Regions from separate parts of the Oryctolagus cuniculus genome. Here region 2 is linked to region 1. A link is a contact called in public Micro-C data. All regions are on one chromosome and are shown on one strand. The core of a region is the stretch at or near the end of the contact, and the rest is flanking DNA. Distances in the headings are between cores, read along the strand shown. Region 1 holds the start of INTS14 (integrator complex subunit 14). Region 2 holds the start of DENND4A (DENN domain containing 4A).

Evidence for each region. Hi-C and Micro-C count contacts between places; a contact is called where the count stands out from the background.
Region 2: a contact with region 1 is called in a Micro-C map of ear pinna, with 4 times the contacts expected there. The contact joins the promoter of DENND4A here to the promoter of INTS14 in region 1. A contact is called at or near these places in 2 of 6 Hi-C or Micro-C datasets (ear pinna and skin fibroblasts).

Annotation. Positions count from the first base shown.
Region 1 is chr12:88,609,945-88,617,727 of mOryCun1.1, reverse strand. It overlaps INTS14 (integrator complex subunit 14), which reads left to right and starts at 4,714. Exons shown (of 12, transcript XM_002717934.5): 1 at 4,714-5,082. SLC24A1 (solute carrier family 24 member 1) reads right to left here and starts at 4,573. Exons shown (of 10, transcript XM_070054388.1): 1 at 4,011-4,573.
Region 2 is chr12:88,781,604-88,789,386 of mOryCun1.1, reverse strand. DENND4A (DENN domain containing 4A) reads left to right here and starts at 3,516. Exons shown (of 32, transcript XM_008268877.4): 1 at 3,516-3,806. It overlaps LOC138844705 (a long non-coding RNA gene), which reads right to left and starts at 3,389. Exons shown (of 2, transcript XR_011380940.1): 1 at 3,089-3,389; 2 at 2,231-2,428. It overlaps LOC138844706 (a long non-coding RNA gene), which reads left to right. Exons shown (of 3, transcript XR_011380941.1): 3 at 2,001-2,201.

The DNA of each region.
Region 1 (7,783 bases), core at 3,465-5,964:
GCCGCGGCCGGCGCGCTGCGGCCAGCGCACCGCGCTGATCCAATGGCAGGAGCCAGGAGCCAGGTGCTTTTCCTGGTCTCCCATGGGGTGCAGGGCCCAAGCACCTGGGCCATCCTCCACTGCACTCCCTGGCCACAGCAGAGAGCTGGCCTGGAAGAGGGGCAACCGGGACAGAATCCGGCGCCCCAACCGGGACTAGAACCCGGTGTGCCAGCGCCACTAGGTGGAGGATTAGCCTAGTGAGCCGCGGCGCCGGCCCACACATAGCTTTTTAATACGACAGATTTTCATGAAGTTTTTGAAGACCCCTCATGTACAGTACACACACATAAATATGTAGACAAAATTCTGCAAGGATTATGCAGGAGCTGTACTTCTGTCACCCATACATGAATAAAAACAGGAGCAAAAACAAGCAACTCACTCTCAGGCACTTCAGCTCTCCAAGCCAACAGCTTGGAGAACAATACTTGAGGCAAGGAGATATGAACAGTTGATCCTAGGAAAGGAAGCACTTATTTTTCACTATTTTGAAACTCTGAATTTTTCTCTCCATAGACTTGAATTACTTCTATGATGTAAGAAATCTCATTTTGTTGTAATTTGCTCTATCTGATTTTTCTTCTCTTTTTAAGATTATTTATCTGAAAGGCAGTTATGAGGGTACGGAGAGGGTATCTTCCATCCATCCATTGGTTTTCCCAGCTGAAGCCAGAGTTGGAATTCCATCAGGGTCTCCCACATGAGTGGCAGGGTCCCAAGTACTTAGGCCACCCTCCACTGCCTTCCCACACTCATTTGCAGGAAGCTGGATCAGAAGCAGAGCAGCTGGGATTTGAATCAGCACTCCTATATGGGATGCTGCTAGTGCAAGTGGCAATTTAATCCACTGCACCATAACGCCGGCCCCATATACTTGCTTTTTCACTGAAACATGCCACGGAGGTTTTAACAGAGCGAGTGGTGAGCTGGGCAAGGTAAGTGGGAGACCAGGTCATGGGGGGGACTTTTAAAATGTAGACGTTATAACATTTTTCAAAAGAGACAGTATCCCTAATAAAGGAGTGCCACTTAAGTTTCTTCGAGAAAGTTCTTTCCACCAAATGTATTCTGTTTTCCCCTTTGACTTCACTTCTAATAACCTCCCCTCCTCCCCAAGCCCCTGTCTTCTCTCCACAAACGCACACCCAGCATCACATGATAGAGCCCGGGGACCCATGGTGGATAAGGCTCACCCTGATTCACAGAGCAGAGGCAAAGTTAATTGGAATTGGAAATGTTTAAAAGCTTTTCTTTGTTCAGTGAGTCTTTTCATTATTTTAGAATAGAGAGAAGCTTTGTAGTTTTCTCAAACGCTCTGGAAAAGACTGAAAGAGGATTGAGAGCAATTAAAAAGAAAAGGGCCACAGTTTCTTCATCAAATGCATTGCAAGGGGAAAGAGACATGGAGGGAGAAGCCTAGAGACTAAAGGGGCTTCAGAGGTTTACCTCTGATCGCAGTGTCTGGGTCTTATCTGGATCCTGATTCAAATACTCCAAGTGTAAATACTCCAAGTGTAAATACTCCAAGTGTAAAGAAGTCACATTCACCATGTTTATGAGACAACTGGATGTCTGAAAGCTAACCAAATTCTTTTAAAAAATGCTTATTGATTTTTATTTATTTCAAAGGCATAGTGACAGAAAAGGAGACATATCTTACATCTACTGGTTCACTCCGCAAATGCCAGCAACAGCCAGGGCTGGGCTAAGCTGAAGCCAGGATCCAGGGGCTCCATCCAGGTCTCCTAAATAGCTGGCAGGGGCCTAAGCACTTGAGCCGTCATCTGCAGCCTCCCAGGTGATTAGCAGGGAGCGGGTCAGAAGAAATGGAGTCAGGACTAGAACCCAGGCCTTCCACAATGGGATGTCCGTGCCCAAGTGGCAGCTTAATTCACTGTGCCACAACGCCTGCTCCTTGACTACATTTTGATGACATTAAGGATGTATATTAATTATTTTAAATTTGATAATGGTATTATAATTTAAAAAATTTATTTATGTATTTGAAAGGCAGAGTTACAGAGGGTGAGAGAGGGAGAGATCTTCCAGCAGCGGGTTCACTCCCCAGATGGCAGGGAGCTGGATCGGATATGGAGCAGCTAGGACTCAAACCAGGGTCCATATGGGATGCTGGGATCACAGATGGCAGCACTGCCTTCTATATCAGGGGCTGGTCCCTGTAGTTAATTTTTTTTAATAAGTTCTTCTCTTTTGAGATACATCCTGCAATATTTACACTATCTGGAATCTGTACTGGGGAGAAGTGAATAGGGATGTGACTGAAACAAGACCGAGGGTTGAACTGGCAGTGGAAGCTGGGGACTTACTAAAGCATTGCCCTTTAACTTTGTGTATATTGGAAAATTTCCATAATAGGATTTTTTCAGAAGAGAAAGGTCATAGCCATAATTTCCCAGGTCTTCTACTTTGGTGCACATGATGGAATGTGAGGGAGAAAGGGTGGGGGGAAAAGAGAGAGCCCGGAGCGTGGAAGAATGATATGGGAGCAGACTTGGTCCAGGCTAGAGGGGGCGGCAGCAAGGTGATGAGAGAGGGACAGCACAGGAGAGAGAGAGGGGAGGAAACATGAAAAAAAAAAAAAAGAGAGAGAGAGATGTGGCCCACTGCTTCCTCCTCCCAAGCCCCATCTTATTCTACTTTTTCTTCATTTCTCCTTAACCTTCATCTCTGTAGAGGCCAAGTCATCTTGGGAACTGAACAACAAAGCTTCTCAGAAGTGCAGTTCAGGCAGCGGGCCCTGAGGAACCTGTACTTTCAACACAGGCCCTCGGAGAATCAGAGGTCAGGACCTCCCTTGAGCCTCAGCACCAAGCCCCTGGGAGTAGCGGGAGTAGCGTGGGATTTGTGACTAACCTTTACTCTGCCAGACTGGGGATCAAACCGCTGTGCCTTCCAAAGCCTCTGTGACAGCACTTCCCTATCTCAAGGCAGACGAAAAAAAATATAAAGGGGATGGGAGATTATGCCAAAGAAGCTGTTATTGATTTCCTTTAATGTGTGTGGAAATGCTAATGTTGAGGGTCTCCTGAGTCGGGAAAAGAAATCCATCAGCCAGCCATGGCTTGAAAGACATCTCCTTTAAGCCCTTCTAACTCTTTGTGCTGATGTGCTTTGATTTGATATGCACTGAACAATCTTCTGATTTTTTAATTGGATCCCACTAAGGAGGGAAACAAATCAAAACTCTTACCAGTTGCTCTGAGTGCCACGGAACTCTTGGTAGCTCCACGTTCCATCATCAATTTTAATAAATAGATCTTTTGATTTCCAAGTCTCCCAAAAGCCCATTCTTGAGGAGAACTGGGTCGCCAAGACCTGATCACGTCTCAGCAAACAAATAAACTTCAGCTTTAGAACCAGGTAAGATCCTGGCGCTGAGCTGGACCCACCAGGAGAACCAGAAGCCCTCTGGCTGAGTCAGCCTCACATGAGGTAGGGAGGACACCCCTACCCACACAGTCTTGGCCCCAAGCCCCTAACAGGGAAAGAACAGAAATCGGGAGGAAGCAATCAGACCGCAGCCCTACTTACCCAGAGCCCCACGCCTGCTCAGGCACAGCACCGTCTTAAGATGGTCGAGACCAGCCAGGCTGGGGCAAGTTTGGAAGCCAACCGGTACCCTAGGCCCTGATGCTGGCAAGGCTAACCCCAGGGACTGACGTGTCTTTCTCAGCCACCTCTGCTCTCACCAGGAGACAGGAAGGGACTACAAGGCCCTGGACCCACGCTCTCCCTCAGAACAGGCTGCGACATGGCAGACACACTTGGCTGCTCAAAGCATCCTCCCGCCTGGTCCCACCCCCTATGTCGCCCCATCCCGCCCACCGAAAGGCCAATGCCTTAGGTTTTCTGGAGACCTTTCTGTTCCCACTTGGAGCATATGTGGTACAGCATTGTTCTTTGACCCGTAACTGCCCGGGAGCTGGTTGGCACCCGTTCAAGCCTACCTCTGGCTGGCACTGCGGGCTCCCCACGTCGCTTCTTCGAGGAGCTCACTAGACACAGGCTGCAGTTGCAAGCGTCAGCTGGCCAAAGGCAGGCGCGGGCCCACCAGGGGCAGACCCCTCAGCCATGGGGGAACCGACCGAACCTTCCCTGGGCTTCCCTCCCAGTAGGGGCAGGGAGGTAAGGTGAACATGGAGGCTGCAGAGACCAAGAGGTCACGTCTGGGTTCAAGTCGGCTAAGGAAAACACACCGTGCTTCTGTGGGCGCCCTCCTACGACAAAAATGACCGGGTTTTTTTGTTTGTTTTCTAAGAGCCAGAGGAAGATTCTGTCGCCTGCTTGAGGACCTGAGGGAGGAGTATGCAGGGTGGCCAGGAGCAGTGAGGGTTAGGTTGGGCCTGGGTTAGTGAAGGGACGGAAGTGTGAATTGGTTACACAGTCCCGGGACAGCAGAGAGGCCCCATGGGTCAAGGAGGGAGAGGGCCCGAGGCGAACGAGAAGAGCCTGGGGATGGGGAGAGGGGCGGCCGGGGACAGACCCAGCCGGAGCTGCGCAGAGCTGAGGGCTCGTGGGGAGGAGCAGCGGGATGGTCTCGGGCTGGCCCCAGCGGAGAGACGCGCCCCCTAGCGTCCCTGCCGAGCCACACAGCCCGGCTTCGGGCAGTCGCCGAAGCCCCGCCCAGCCCCGCGCTCGGTGCGGGCGCCCGGCTCGCTTTTGTCGCGCGGCCCTATAGTTCCGGCTGTGGCGCGCGCACGGAAAGTTTAGGCAGACGGACTGTGACCTGCGATGGGCTTGCGGGGGGAGAGGGAGACCGGGGGCCGGCGGCTGTCTTTCGCTGCTGGCTGGGGCTACGCTTGAAGGAGTTAGGGGCGAAGAAGGAGGCAGGGCCAGCGCCCGGCCTTCTCGCCGCCCGGGGGCTGCCCCGCGCCGTCTCTGAGGCGCCAGTTCCGGGGCCCTGCGCCCGGCCTCCCAGCGCTCGTGCGACCCGGGGTCCTCAGCGCCGCGGACCCGGCACGGTTTCGCCTCTTCTGCCCGTGGAAGATTTCCAGATCTCGAAATTGTTTGATTTCTAAGGTAAACGTGTTCCCCAGATGCGTTCCGCACGTGGGAATTCTGTCTCTAGGGTGAGCAGCTAGAGGTGGAGTTGTAGCTGGGAACTCGGGAGGGACCCCAAGTCCGGCTGACAGGAACGCCGCGGAATAGGCGGGGACCCTCGGAGAGCGGACTGCCCAGGACCGGTGCTTTGGGGAGGGGCTCGTTCTCAGGCAGGGGGTTCTAAATGGGTAGCAGAAGGGGACTTGGCATCTAAGGCCAAATCGGATAGGCGAGGGTCTCTTCCCAGGAGAAAGACAACACCGAGTTGGAAGCTACTCGCAGCAAAGGTGTGGGTGTGGGGTGCACTGGGGACTGCAAAGGTTAGGATCAGCCCAGGTGACGAGGACATCGCTAGACCGGTGGGCAGCGATTTGGGGGGTGGTGGTGGTGGTTATTTTTTATTTTTTTAAGTCAGGCCTAGCCTGCCTGAGTGGATCATTGTTCAGGAACATTCAACTCCTCCTTTAGCTTCTGTGCTGCTTACAACCAACCTGAATACTAAATTAATTGGCTTCCCACGACTTGGCCACGGCGAAAAGTGTGCTTAGAGTGAAGGCAAGTGCATCAGTCAGGAGAAAAAGCCAGCCCCAAAGGCGCCTTCAGAGAAGGTGAGGCTGGCAGCCGTGGTCACCCATCCCAGTGTTACAGCAGATTTCATGGGCCAGGAGTGTTTTTGTTTTTGTTTTTTAAATGCTTGATCCAAGTCTGTGTCCGCTATTTCCCATTCTCCAAAGAGGTGATGGCTGTACATCCCATGATCCCCAACCCTGAAGACACAAGTCCTTCGTGCTTGAATGGCACTGCCATAGGAACTGGGTGACTTGATCTGGGCATGGGTGTAGGAGTCCCTGGGATCTCAGCTTGAATCAGCAGGATATGTGTAGCGGGTGTTCAGAGTTAAGATGTGTAGTGTGATTTGCTGAAGAATTGTTCCATGTATTGATAGTAGTGCAGTAGTCATTATCAAATATTTGTTGAGAACCAACGTGTGCTGGTTACTATAGTAAGTCCAGTCGGCAAAATCTGACCTAGTCCCTGCCCTAGGTGAGCTTGTGGTCCATTGTAGTGTAGTAGAACCAGTGTTGTCCAGGACCTCACTTCTTGAGTAACAGAAGTGAACAAAATAGTACCAAGTTGATACACCTAAACTCCGGGAAACCCACAAGCCCTCAGAACTTCCAAACTTACTTTGGACAGCTTGTCACCTGGTTTTCTGAAAGCCCACAACAGTCAAAATGCTGCAAATAAGAATGATCACAGATAAAAATGGAGTGCAGACTAACCTCTAAAAATTCTATAGAGACAGCACCAAAGCAGCACGACAGCCTCTGGATCCTTCGAGTGTGGGAGGAGTGATCTGCCCCCCAGTTGAGGAATTGCTGGTATGAAGTGCAACATCAGGGCATCAGTTTGCTGGGTAGTGTTGGTGTTTAGAGTGATGTTCCTAAGTCATCCTCTTAGGATGACTTAGGTTTAGCACACACTGTTCAGTGAGGCAGAGAAAAGGGGTACATATTTTAATTTTTTCCCACCACAATGGTGAAATGTTTTACAATTCAAAGGAGTCTGGGAAAGTAATCCTGCTTCACTCCCCACCCCCCATCCCCCAGTTTAACTTTATTGATGTTGGATACACGAAATATAACAATATATTTCAAATGTGTCTCAAGCCATTATGTAGTGAAAGGCTTTTCCTACTTGACCTGAGTCCCTTCCCCACATGGATAACATTGTTTCAATGACAGTATGTTGAGTTTCCAACAGCCTACTTACCCATAGAATTTTAGAATATCACATGTTTGCAGTTGGGTACTGTACCAAAACAAGTAGTCTGGCCACTGTTAAATTTTTTTGAAATGAGTCCCCAAAAAAGAAAATACTGGATATTAAATTTCTTTCTTTTTTTTTTTTTTAAGATTGATTTTATTTATTTGAAAGGCAGAGTTACAGAGAGAGGTAGAGACAGAGAGAGTGCCTTCCACCCGCTGGTTCACTCTTCAGGTGGCTGCAATGGCCGGAGCTGCACCGATCCAAAGCCAGGAGCCAGGAACATCTTCAAGGTCTCCTACATGGGTGCAGGGGCCCAAGCACTTGGGCCACCTTCTACTGCTTTCCCAGGCCATAGCAGAGAGCTGGATCGGAAGAGGAGCAGCCGGGACTAGAACTGGCACCCATATGGGATGCCGGTGCTTCAGGCCAGGGCTTTAACCTGCTGCACCACAGCACCGGCCTCATGGATATTAAATTTCTAACCTATTTATATCCACCTGGAGTCCTCCTAATTGTAAATAATACATGCAATATGGTTTTATGAATTTATTAGCAATGTATACATATAATCTTGTGACTTATTTTTCTCCATTTTTTTTTTAAGATTTATTTATTTGAGAGGCAGAGTTACAGACAGAGAGAGGGAGAGACAAAGAGGTCTTCCATCCTCTGGATCACTCCCCAGTTGGCTGCAATGGACAGAGCTGGGCCAAACTGAATCCAGGAGACAGGAGCTCCCTCCAGGTCTCCAATGTGGGTGCAGGGGTTCAAGCACCCAGGCCATCCTCCACTGGATCAGAAGAGGAACAGCCGAGACATGAATTGGTGCCTATCTGGGATGCTGGCACCTTAGGCAGAGGCCTAACCTACTGTGCCACAGTGCTGGCCTCCCTCCATTCTTTATATAAAT
Region 2 (7,783 bases), core at 2,267-4,766, 170 kb before region 1:
TGCACCCTGGAAGGCATTCAGTGATGGCTCAAGTACTTGGGACCCTGCCACCCACATGAACAACTTATATTGAGTTCCTGGCTTTGCAAGGCCCAGCCCTGGCTGCTGTGGGCATTTGGGGAATGAACAGCAGATAGAAGCACGCTCTCTCTTTCTCTGCCTTTCAAATAAAATAAAAATTTTAAATTTTTAAAAAAATCTTGATCTTTTGAACTTCAACACTTTACTTTATAGAATGCTTGGGTTTTGGAAATGTGGCAGAATCTTGCTTCCTTTTCTGTCCTTTTCAAAGAATGATTTTGAAATTAAATGTATGCAGGGCTGGAGTTATTTATTCGTTAATGAAAATTAATAGCATTAATTTATAGCAGTTGCACATAATAGGAGGAGCGGGTTGTTTTCTGGGTCATTATGCACCACTCACAAGGCCACAGAGTGTGTGTGATGGGTATGCAACAGTTCTTCAGTGCTAAAAATGAACTGCCCCTGTATTAATACTCCTCACTAGTCCTAAGGTAGCCATCTGAGCTGGAAACATACACTAATTCTTTTTTCTTGTGTGGTGGTGGTTTCTAAACTGATGCATTGAACCCTCCAGTTGGAGCCAATAATCCCACTGATCATGAAGCTTGGGTGCCGTTTCTGGGGGATGAGGAGAAAAATCTCACTAAATAACCTCCCCACCATCACCAAAAAACCAAAACAAATAAGCAAAAAACCTGTCTTAGAAAGTAGACTAGTAGGTGGCAGCAGCTCAAGGTGGGAGACAACAAGGAATGAGTGTTTCAAGGGTACAGTTTCAGTTTGGGATGATAAAAAGTTCTAGAAATGGATAGGGGTGACAGCTGCACACAATGTGAGCATACTTAACATCATTAAACTCTACACTGGAAAAGATTAAAATGAGGGGCCGGCGCTGTGGTGTTGTAGGTTAATCCTCCACCTGCAGTGCTGGCATCCCATATGGGCACCGGTTCTAGTTCCGGCTGCTTTTCTTCCAATCCGGCTCTCTGCTACGGCCTGCGAAAGCAGTAGAAAATGGCCCAAGTGCTTGGCTCTCTTCACCCATGTGGGAGACCTGGAAGAAGCTCCTGGCTCCTGAAGAATCTCCAGCCATTGTGGCCATTTGGGGAGTGAATCCGTGGACGGAAGACATTTCTGTCTCTCCCTCTCACTATCTGTAACTTACCTCTCAAATAAATAAATAAAATCTTTAAAAAATTAAAATGATAAATTTCATGCTGTGTATTTTACAACAGAAATTTAAAAATTCATGCTTTGATAACCAGCAGATCTTATTAAAGATGCAAAGTTGAGCAGTTGAAAATACACTTGGAACCATAGCATGAAAAATTTACATTTATGAGGTAGGTGTTGTGGTGCCGTGGGTTACACTGGGCGTAGGATGACTGCACCCTATATAGGAAGTTGGTTAGAGACTCCTCTGCTTCCAATCTAGCTTCCTACTAATGCACCTGGGAAGGCAACAGATGGTGGTGGCCCAAGTGCTTGGGTCCCCACCATGCCTGTGGAAGACCCTGATGGAGTGCCTTTCTCCTGGCTTCTGCCTGGCCCAACCCAGCTGTTGTGGGCATTTGGGGGAGTGAAGCAGTGGATGGAAGATCTCTGTCTCTGTAACCCTGCCTTTCAAATAAATAAATAAATATATTTTTTAAATTACAGTATCTAACAATTTTCAATGAAAATAGTGTTTTCTGTACATGAAATGTGATGCTTACTTTAACAACCAGGAAAATGAAGATCAGAGGATGTAGTTTGGCTGATTTAGTGTTAAGGAAGCTCAACTCAAGTTTTTCTTTTTTTTTTTTTTCTTTAAAAGCAGTTTCTTGGCCCACATTTTGCCTGAAATACAAATATAGATGTCATACTGCAAACCTCACTCATCCCAACTCCTGTGCCTAACAGCCACTCCTTACTCAAAATCCTTCCTTCCGATTGCAATGAGAGTAAAACTCAATCTTGTTTCTCTGTCTTCCTAGGCCCTCAGCACCTCCAGTCTCATTCAAGACTCCTCCTGGAGAAACCGATTTCCCTAGCACCAAGGACTCCACTCAGCTCCCACAGCCAAGCTCTCGCCTGCTGCAGGACCTTTGCACAGTCTGTCCCTCGGCCTTACGCAATTCCCCAGAGCCTTCTACATCTGATCACTCTGGTTTTTAAAGCCATCTTGTTATTTGTTATTTGCTGTCCCAGGATTCCTTTCATAACGCTTTTTTTAAAAAAGATTTTATTTATTTATTTTAGAGGTAGAGTTACAGACAGTGAGAGGGAGACAGAAAGGTCTTCCATCCGCTGGTTCATTCCCCAAATGGCCAGGAGCTTCTTCCGGGTCTCCCACGCAGGTGCAGGGGCCCAAGGCCTTGGGCCATCTTCTACTGCTTTCCCAGGTGCGTTAGCAGGGAGCTGGCTAGAATAGGAGCAGCTGGGACTCGAACCGATGTCCATATGGGATGCCGGCGCCTCAGGCGGAGGGTTAACCCACTGCCCCACAGCGCCGGTCCTCTTTCATAACTTTTAAGGCGTGTTTTCCCTCAAAATAGGATGACATATTTATTGTCCTTTTTCTCCCACTAAACTGTAGCTCCCTGAAGGCAGATTTTTTTGTGTTTCCCTCACCACCAGTGTCCCTTCATTTCAACGACTGTTGATTGACAATTGAATACGATGCATGAAGTGGAGTTAGTAAAAGGGATGGGTGCCTATTCGTGCAGGTTGGGAACCCTAACTCGAAACCTGGGCGTTTTAAGGGGCCTGTTTCTTCTGTCCATGGTCCAGGGAGTAGTATCTAACACTGAGTACTTTCAGGCACGATGCTGAGTACCTCATATGTACCACAGAACTTATCCCTCGGAGCAACCGTGGGAGGTCATCAACCTTTATGATCCTCATCTTCCAGAGGCAGCCTGCCAACAGCCACTAATGGTGGAGCCATATCCAGTTAACCAATGTAATCGGCACCCCCCGCCGCCGCCTCCGCCGCCAATAGGTATTTTATCAACGTACTTTTTAGAGAACCCCCGTGAATTCCCCGGGTCACCAGACCGTCTATCTCGAGACGGAAACCTACCAGGAGGCTGCTAACCCCTCGGGGGCTTTCCTGGTGAACCTGCACGCCCTCGGTGAGGGAGCCGCGGTTCAGAGCGCCGCGCTGGGCTCGGGCTGGGCTGAGGACTCCCGGCAGAGGCAGGGAGGAAGAAACAGGTCATTCGGCGAGGCCTGGATCCCCGTGCCTCGGGTGGTGAAAGGGGAAGGGAGAGTACGCCTCGCCCACGCCTGCCTGGGGCTCGGGATCTCCCGACCTGAGGTGGGGAACCACGGTGCATTTCCCCAACTATCCCACACGTCACGAGAGACCTCGGCTCAGCCCCGCCCACTTTCCCCGCCCAGTTTCAGGGCCGGCGCTAGGACCCCACGTCCCTCAACCAGGCCCTCCCGCCGGCCCCTCGGGTCAGGTCGGCTTGCAATTGGAGCCTGCGAGCTCGGTTCCCGCCCCCGCCTCCTCCGTCACTGCCAAGATGGCGCCGCTCGCGGCGGCCGCCGCGGCTGGAGCTGAGGAAGGAGGCGGAGGCAGCCGCGGCCGCGAGGGGAGGGGGAGTCCCGTCTGACTGAGACGGCAGGCCTGGGCGGGCGGGGGTGCCTCGCAGGGCGGAGCGCCGGGCTGGGGATGAGCTAAGCGGGCTTAACGCCGAGGCATTGAGCCCCTCGTGTCCCGCCGCCGCGCGTGAGGGGGATCGGGCGCCGCTCTCCAAGCGCGACTCACTGGCCGCCCGGGAGCCAGCAGGGAGGTGAGTGCGGGGGCGACGACGACACGCGGGCTAGCGGCGGCGTGGGGAGCTGTCACGGCCCCGGGAGGTGACAGCCAGAGGCGCGGGGAGCGGGGCGGCCGGGCTCGGGCTGGCGGCGCGGACGGCCGCGACCTCCGCCCGGGGCTTCCTCGGAGCCCGGCGGTCCTCCGCGGGTCGGGTCCGCGCCGGCACGGAGCGGCGTTGCTGCGAGGCGCGCCCGCCCCGGGCGCCGAGCGCGCGGGGGGCTCCGGTGTTTGCCTTCCAGATCTCCTTTTCGGGCTGGCCTGGGGCGCTCGTTGTTTGGGGGTGGGGGCGAGGGCGGGGAGGGGGAGGTCCTGGAGCCCGGTTTTGACAAGCCCGTTACGTAAGTCGGAGGTGGCTTCCCGGAATCCCACCTGCTCGGTATTTTAAACAGGCGGCGGGGGCGGGGAGCGCGGGACGCCCCGAGGCCGCTTTCTGCGCTCCTCGGCCCGCGGGCGCTAGTTCTACGGGGGCCCGGCCGGCGTCCGGTTTTTATTTTTTTTTTCCAGTCTTTATTTTTGGGGGATGGAGAAGAAGGGGGAAGGAGAACGATTTCTGATTGCCACCATTCCCTTCCCTTTGAAGTTTGCGCTTTCTGGATGGGGAAGAGAAAATTTAAAAAAAAAAAAGGCTTGTGACCTAAAATTGGGTCGCAGCGACAGCTTTTCATTATCGTGCTTTTAAATGACAGATGTGCCGGGAGATTTTTGTTGTTGTTCCAGTGTGCTTTTAACTGCAACGTATGGTTATGCCTGGAGCCTTAGAGAGAGGTTTTGTCTTACAGGACAGTTATTTCTTGTTTGCAACAGCGAGACAGGCATCCGTCAACAGGCATGTGTTTATTTGAGGAGAAAACGCGTGTCAGCCAGCTAGAGACCGGAGAGGGCAGAAATTGTACTGCTCTGTGAATCTGCTATTCTTTAGCATGTAGTACATACATTAATGAAAAGAATAGCCCAAGTGGAAAAGAACCAATCTCACTGGATTGCAGGCTGTTGTTTGGCTTGCATACGGTCTCGTTCTGTGTTCTGCTTACCCTGATCTGCCTCTCCCCTCCTTGAGGGAAGCAGGTGGAGACACCTGTAAACAGGGAAGCCCAGGTTACCCTAATCTATTGAAGTACATTGGAGATGATTGCAGAGTATTCCCTGGGGATCCGCGATGGGCTACTAAGTAAGGACTCTTGGGCAAGTTATTCCGTTTATGTTTACAGCAGCCCCAGGACTCAGGTCCCGAAAACTTAAGTGTATAGAATTTCTGAGCTATTTGAACCTTGTTTGAACTTAAAATAATTATAAGATTGTATTTGGTTTCTTTTATGGGAATTTTGTTTTGATTTGGGCATCAGTGAACATTTTGGCAAAGTTTTTACTTCATTTTCACAATGTCTGTTTGAACCACAGTTCTCGGTAAGAGACCAGAGTAGCATGTATCGTCATCATTGTATCTAGTATATATCACAGAATTCTCTTTTTCTGAGTGATTAGATATAGACCTACTTCACTATGGCATTAGTAAGCATGTGCTTATTAGGAACGTAAATTGATCTTGACTCCAGCCCAATATTTGGGAGTAAATATGAGCAAATTTTGGCCTGAATTCTAAACTTGCATACACAAATTTACGTTTTTGAAAAATGATGAAGCAATATGACTTTTCTGTTTGTACTGAGTGTCAGGAAGCTGATGCAGATTTGTTTTCAGTCTTTTCACGTGAACTACCATTGGTTTAAAGACTTATTGATTCTTAAGTTCCTGGAACTATTGTCCTGTTTTGGGCAACTTGAATAATATTTGGTATAATTGGGAGGTTATAAGAAGAAGACAGAGTACGTGGCATTTATTATTCATTCAAAAAATGATGAAAATGGCAGAGTGGTAGACAGAAACTCACTGTTTTCCCATTGAGGGACCTTAGTTACATTGTCTTTTGTTTGCAGTTTCTCTGAGCATTCCACTTACTGTGAAAACCTAGTTTAACCCCTGTACAGATTGAGACATTTTGTATATTACCAGTCTTGTTCTATTCCTATTTAAAGTGATGGTTCTTTGTGGTAAGTGGAAAACAAAGTGGCTCTACCAGGAAAGTTGCCTTGCTATTCTTGCTTGCTTGGCTATCAGAAACCTATCTTTGTGGGGCTTTCCTCTTTGCTACCAGAGATAGAAAGTGAAGAAAAGTTTATAATTTTTTTACTTTCTTCCTTTTTAAAAAAAATTATTTATTTGAGTGACAGAGAGCTAGGAGGAGAGGGAAATAACTTTGATCTGCCAGCAATGGCTGGGACTGGGCTGTACCAAAGCTGGGAACCAGAAACTCCATCTAGAGCTCTCCTGAGGGTGGCGGGAACCCAGTCCCTTCTGCCTTCACTGTTGCTTCCCAGGGTCCACATAAACAGGAAACTGGAGTCAAACCAAGCCAGGGATCAAACCCAGGCACTCTGAAATGAAATTCAGGCATCTTAACTGACACCTTAGCCACTAAGCTAAAAAATGCCTGCCCCATTTGCTTTTTTGTGAATGCCCTAGATTGATCGATGTTTTATTGTTCAGTAAAATTTGAGGGGGAGTTGGGAGAGTCTAGCACTCCACACTGTACTACTGGATATTGGAGTTACCACTGTGAATTCTGAAAGAGCAGTGTAGAACTTTACATTTAAGAAGCAGTTAACATACATAATGTGCTATTGTAGAGTGTGAAAAATTTTAACGGTCAAATTTTTCTATTATGTGGAAATGGTGAAATTAATGATAATCTTTGTGGTGGATGTTGCTATTAAAAACCATGTTTTCTTTTTTTTTATTTATTTTTATTTTATTTTTGACAGGCAGAGTGGACAGTGAGAGAGAGAGAGAGAGAGAGAGAGAGAGAGAAAGGTCTTCCTTTGCTGTTGGTTCACCCTCCAATGGCCGCCGCAGCCGGCACACTGCGGCCAGCGCATCGTGCTGATCCAAAGCCAGGAGCCAGGTGCTTTTCCTGGTCTCCCATGGGGTGCAGGGCCCAAGGACTTGGGCCATCCTCCACTGCACTCCCGGGCCATAGCAGAGAGCTGGCCTGGAAGAGGGGCAACCGGGACAGAATCCGGCGCCCCGACTGGGACTAGAACCCGGTGTGCCGGCGCCGCAAGGCGGAGGATTAGCCTGTTGAGCCACGGCGCCGGCCCAACAACCATGTTTTCAAAAATAGTTAACAACATGAGAAAGTATAGTATAATATTGATAGAAAATTCAGAAAATAAAGAATTATATACTGTATTCTTATTCAGAGCACGTTACTTATAAGTGGCAAAAAGTTTGATAGGAAAGAAAATATTAACAGGTATCTTCTCAGAATGATGGCTGATTTTTATCTGGTGTTTTTCTCCGTTCTCACTTCTAAACCATTATTACTTTTTTTTAAAAAAGATTTATTTATTTATCTGAAAGGTGAAGTTACAAAGAGGCAGAGAGAGAGAGAGGGAGAGAGAAAGATCTTCAATCCGATGGTTCACTCCCCAAATGGCTGCAGTAGTCGGAGCTGGGCCACTCTGAAGTCAGGAGGCAGGAGCTTCTTCTAGGTCTCCCACATGGGCCCAGGGGCCCAGGGATTTGGGCCATCTTCCCACTGCCTACCTAGGTGCATCAGCAAGGAGCTGGATCGGAAGTAGAGCAGCCAGGACTCGAACCAGCACCTACTATGCCATGGCGCCGGCCCCACCATTATTACTTTTATAATTACAAAAGTGAAATAAAATATTTTCAAGGGTCATAGGAGAAAATATTGGAAAATTCCATATAAATTGGATAGAATATTATTTATGATTCTTTGTCAGCAAAATCAAGCCACAATATGGTGCTTATTTCAAGTACAGAATAATGGAAACAGCAGGTAATTTAGGTGAAGGCATTCTCTTAATTACTAGCACCAACCTTGTAATAGTTTTACATATATGGATGTTTCATATGAATGTACATTGCTCT